Linked DNA regions of Mus musculus: region 2 is linked to region 1. The links are chromatin contacts, called in public promoter capture Hi-C maps. All regions are on one chromosome and are shown on one strand. Each heading gives the region's core, a stretch centred on a gene start, on an enhancer-like site or on the middle of the called end of the contact. The rest is flanking DNA. Distances are from core to core; before and after follow the strand shown. Region 1 has its middle 45 kb from the start of Secisbp2. Region 2 has its middle 20 kb from the start of Sema4d.

What was found. Promoter capture Hi-C pulls out the DNA fragments that hold promoters and counts their contacts.
Region 2: a contact with region 1 is called in a promoter capture Hi-C map of the HPC-7 cell line. The contact joins two enhancer-like sites. A contact is called at or near these places in 10 of 39 promoter capture datasets (the 3T3-L1 cell line, the C10 cell line, the HPC-7 cell line and 5 more), 2 of 15 datasets of contacts at CTCF or cohesin (CD8 T cells and large pre-B cells), 26 of 484 Hi-C or Micro-C datasets (B cells, the CH12 cell line, ECoMG-derived neutrophils and 16 more), 6 of 115 datasets of contacts at active chromatin or transcription factors (the HPC-7 cell line, T-cell acute lymphoblastic leukemia, double positive thymocytes and 3 more) and 3 of 9 other capture datasets (adipose tissue, embryonic stem cells and liver).

What each region holds. Positions count from the first base shown.
Region 1 is chr13:51,695,386-51,698,085 of GRCm38.p6, reverse strand. It overlaps a transcript of Sema4d not described here. Among named protein-coding and RNA genes, the nearest start is that of Secisbp2, 45 kb to the right of the region's middle. Within about 2 kb of position 1,400, at least 17 of the 459 cell types and tissues checked have an H3K27ac peak or open chromatin away from gene starts, as enhancers often do. A contact at or near this core is called in the HPC-7 cell line, where this site is marked.
Region 2 is chr13:51,812,757-51,815,456 of GRCm38.p6, reverse strand. No RefSeq gene overlaps it. Among named protein-coding and RNA genes, the nearest start is that of Sema4d, 20 kb to the right of the region's middle. Within about 2 kb of position 1,381, at least 75 of the 459 cell types and tissues checked have an H3K27ac peak or open chromatin away from gene starts, as enhancers often do. A contact at or near this core is called in the HPC-7 cell line, where this site is marked.

The DNA.
Region 1 (2,700 bases), core at 151-2,650:
GGGTTGATTAGAGGTCAGATAGACAGCAAGGCTTGTACTCAGGACTATTCTGCCCACTCCTGCTTCCACCCAGGACCTCCATGTCCTCTGGATTGGATGAGTGTTTTCCCAGTGTATGAGGCAATTCAGACGCCCTGTTCTGCATACCCAAGTGAGATGACCAGGGAAGACATGAAAGCTGCCCCAAGCATGGCTGTGGGGAAGGTCAGGCTGCCTACAGCCTAGAGCTTGCAGGAACTCCCGTTTAGTTCCAGGAAAGGCAGCAGGATCCGGCACTGACTTTTCCTCCAGTCTTTGTGCCCGGGTCTGCAGCCCAGCACTGAGGTCCGGCCATACCCAGCCAGGTGGGTGGAGGGCTGGAGCCGCTGCACTGTCTGACCTTACACTGCAGTTGCTTCCCCGTGTGCTGATATCACTGGGAGGTGCATGTTTATTCTGTCCTGCTGCCAGCTGCCAAAGGTTGGCATATGTACAGCACATGCCATGCCAACACACACCACACTGTGACATACACTACACCACACCACACATACCACATATACCAGGCACCACACATAACTCCCACCACATACTCTCCACACATAGCCCCCAACACCACACATATAATTACCCACTGCACACACAACACATTTATCCCACATTTCACATAACCCCCAGTACCACATGCCACACGTACCACATCTTACATGCCACACACCATGCACCACATATCACACCATACATGCTTCCTTTGTGTACCACATATATAACATCACACATACCACATACACACTCCATACCATATATCATGCTACACATACATGTACACACTACGTACTCAGTCCATAAACACTGCACACATCACACAAACCCCATGTGTAGCACACAGCCACACCACCACCACATCTCACCTATACCAAATACCTACATCACAAGTCACCCACACTACAAATTGCCCACACCGTAAAAGTACCACCCAATGCCATGTGCGCACAAACCCTACAAACTTAAGACACTTACCTCAGGTGCTTTACGAACAGCATAAGCAAATTGCTTTTACCAAGCGGGGTTCCTAAGCAAGCACCTGTACATTTTTGGGTCCCCTCATTTAGTCCCTGTTTGGGGTATGGATTCGGGGGGCCCTAAGAGAGCTGAGGAATTGGGGTAGTGGGGACAATGAAAGCTGCTTCCTTTCCGGGCCTCCTGGGTTCTGGGCAGCTTCAGGATCTGGGCTCAAAGAAACTTTTGGGGCTCCTTTCTCCTAATGGGGGCCTCTGTGGTGGCCAGGTGGGTGGGGCTGGGAAAAGGGAGTCCCTGGTACCTCCCTTTCTCAAGGAGGGCAGGGGCACACCAGAAAGTGGTTTCCCATATCCATGACCTTTAAGAGTGTCCTCAACCATTGGGGCACTTCCTCATTCTGGTTCTTCAGGGGGTGGGTGTGTTAAAGATCACATGACCCTTATAGTGAGATGCAGAACTGGGTGGGGTGTGCCTAGGGTTCCTGCTGCTCCAATTTAGGAATCCATCATAAATGCAGACAATGATGTCTTGAGAGCATCAGCCTCATCCTTGAGCAGTATCTTTAGTCCCCCCAGAGTCCAGAGCCCAGCTCCCTCATTCCCAGGGCCTGTTTCAGTTCACAGTCCTAAGAAGCCACTGATGGCTACATCGTCATCTCTCAAGACTTCCAGGTGCAGTCCCGATTACCTGCATGATGAGGTGCCTGGGGGCAGAGACAGAGAAAGGGCCTCAAGCTTAGCCTCCCCTCACAGGTAACAGACATGCTTGTACTTGGTCTAAATTCCAGGCTGGCCAGGGCCAAATAAGATGCCATCTGAACTAGCAGCTGTCTGGACTAATGGCATGTGACTGATGGGGGAACTCATGAAATCTGAGGCTACGGTATGAGAGAAGTTTCTAGAAGTTGAGGGAAGCTTTGAAAGAGCCCTTGTGGCCAGAGTGCAGACTTGTGGGGACTGTGCAGCCCATGGGGATAGGTGGGTCAGAATCCTTCCCAGGAGGCTTAGTAGTCACTAACTTGATGTCAGGAAGAGCCCAGCCCGTGTGCATGACTAAATACCTGACAAAAGCGAGTCAAGGGGAGGTTTTAATTATGGTTCACAGTCTGAGTCTATGAGGAATGCAGCAGGGGCATGCACCTATAGTCAGGAAGCAGTGTTGCTCAGTTTGTGTTTCAACATCCCCTCCTCTGGGGGCATCACTGTGTAGCCTTGGCTGGCCTGGAATTTTCTAGACTACCACGTCTTCCAGTTCCCAGAAATCCTCCTGACTCTGCTTCCTGAATGCTAGGATTAACGGTGTGTGCCAGCCACCATGGCCAACCTCACAGGCATGCCTAGAGGCACATCTCCTAGGTGATTTTAGAGTGTCTTGAGCTGACAATATCTACCATCACATGAAGGTATTTGAGGCAGGTGGCACAAGACAGAAACAACTGTTAGCTTCAGTGAACCCCTAGCTAGGACATGGGTGAAAGAACTCTGGGAAACCTGTGGATGGGACGTGCCTGGGCAACTGTGATGCATAGGTCCAGTTCTGGGTCCGCCACCCAGTGCCAGATGGCACAGTACTGAGGGGGTGGCACCGTCCACTGCTTTTAATGCTCCTTCTCCCTCTCTTTGATTTCTGCACTCAGAAGGAATTGGATAGTTAAAGAACCAACAGAGAGTAAGTACCTCTTCACCTCTCTCATGTTTTACA
Region 2 (2,700 bases), core at 132-2,631, 120 kb before region 1:
GGACCCAAAGTTGGTTCCCAGCATCTATATGGGATGGTTCACAATCTCCTGTAATGAAAACTCCAGGGAATGCAAAGCTGTTCTGGCTGCTGCAGGCGTATGCACACACACATGCAAACATACATGCATACACACACACACACACACGTAAAATTTAAAATATTTCCTTTTCAAAAGAAATAAATGAGAGAGGCTGAGGAGATGGCTCAGTTGTTAACGTGCCTGCTGCTCAAGTATGAATATCAAGGTTTAGACACCCCCACCCCCCAGAACTCTCATAAATGTCGAGTGGACATGGTGGCCCACCTGAAATTCTGACCCCAGAACGAGGAGACAGGAGACCCCAGAATAAGCTGGCTAGTAAGACTAGCCGTATCAGTGAACACTGGGCTTGATTGAGAAACCTGTCTCAAAGAATAAGATGAATGACTGATGGGAGGTGACTGCTGACATCCCCTTGGTCCTCCGTACGTGCACATACTGAGAGAACCTAAGGGGGAAATCCAGATTCAGTTGGCTTAGAGAGGGCGCGCTTTACAGGTAGATCCAGAGCGATAAAGTATAGATGGGTGCTGTTGGAAAGCCCCAGTCAAGTCATTTCCAAGGCTGACTCCATCCTCTGGGGCAATGTCTCAGTTTCTTCTTCACAGGCTGTGGAGATTTCTCATTAAGCCCAGGCTGCCTTTCACAGATGATGTATTACAAGCCCTGATAACATCAGCTCTGTCTCTCACATAGCGACCTGCCACACAGCAGCATTTTCCCCCATTTACTGGGGAAAAAATAGACTCCAGGTGTGACTGTCTCCACTCCACAGCAGGGGCTGTTGTGGCCAAGAGACCCTCTCCACTCCCATCGTGACATCAGTCAGTCTGTCATCCCCATAACAAAACACCTGAGAAATAAAGGTGCATTTGTGTGCACATCTTTGGATATTCTGTTCCAGGATCAATAGACACCACTGCTTAGGCCTGAGGTAGGCATCGGGTCACATGATAGACACGCAATATACAGAAAAGCTGCTCACCTCAAGGCCTGGAAGCAATGAGGAAGTGAGAGACGGGGCACCTCAATCCCTTTTGAGGGTATATATACCCCCAGTGGGCCTGGAGACTTCCCACTTGGCTCTCCTCTTAAAGGTTCTACCATGGGGAAATTTCTACTACCCTGTCAAACATGCCTTTAACCCATGAGCCTTCAACACATGGGAAGACACTTGTGCAAATAACAGCAATAGCTTTCTCAAATCCACCCTCTGAGGACCCTGCCACAAGCACATCAATTGGAAAGAAGCCAGGCTGGGGCATGCCCTGCCTCAGACCGCATCCTGTCATTACTGTTTTGACAGTTGTCATGGCAACTGGGAGATTAACGTATATTTCCACCTTCTGAGCAGCAGCAAAGCTTCCTGCCAACTTGTCAGGCTGGGTAGTTGGGGGACAGACTCCAGGATGCTGATGACACAGAGTCTGTAGCCTTAAGAGAAATGGGGCTACCTCCAACTCTGGAGAAAGGGCAAGGTTGTCTTGCCCTGTGGGGTTCCTGAGGATGAAGGTCAGATGAAATCCACTAGGAAATGAACGAGGAACAGTGCTCAGGACACACATGGATGGCCCTGGGCGAGTGTCCATGCTGGGAATACTAGGCGTGATGCAGTAATTAGCCCAACCACAGTGTGACTCTACTCCACCCACATGCATGTGATGAGAGACAGAGTCACCTCCTGGGGGTAATAAAGCTACTCTGGTCTGACCAGACCACTGCCTAAGTGGTCCTCTTAGGGGGAAAAACTATAGTCCAGAGATGAACTAGGCTAAGCTTGGCTCTGTGCAGTCGGCCTTTGTATCCCTGGTGGGAAGAGGGGGTTCTTTCTGTACATACTAAAGCTCTTTATATAAAACAGCATGAAGTTTACATAGAGCTTACGCAGCCCCTCCTGTGTACTTTAAATCATCTCTCAGCTACTTCCAACACCAATGAACATTGCTATGTGCATAGGTCTCTGACTTCATTATTTAGGGAACCATGGAAGACTTGGCACATGCTCAGTGTAGACACCTAGGTGTAGTGCAGACTGAACATGCAGAACAAGATCTTCAGGGGTTGAATCTGGAAATTACAGTCTGTGTATACAGAGGGCCACCCATCCATCTATGGCAGCCTTTCTCAGCCTGGCAGTCGACGCAGCCTGGACTCCTGGAGGGCTCCCAGTCACCGTCTGAGATGGCCCAGGGTCTCTCAGAACTATTCTTTATCATGAGACCTCCTGGCCCAATCCTGTCCTCTGCAGAAGAAAGTTGTTAAGAATCATCTGCCACAGGGAATTATTTTCTCTTTTGTTGTTGCTCTTTTGGCTTTCTGAGACAGCTGCTTACTCTGTAGCTTTGGCTGGCTCAGAGCTCATGGTGTAGATTAGGCTAGCCTGAAAATTGAGGCCGTCCTGTTTTGGCCTCCCAAGTGTTGGGATGCAGGCGTACATCACTGTGCCAGACCTACAGGAAGTTTTGTCTTATTGGTTTAATTTTTCTTCCATGTGCATATATGTCTTAGTTAGCATCCACTGTCACTTGGACACATCTAAGAAAGATGTCTTCGTTGAGGGATCGATCAGATCAGATAGGCCTGTGGGCACAACCGGGGGATGAGGGCAGGGATTGTCTTGATTGTTTATTGATGCAGGAGGATCCAGCATACTGTGTG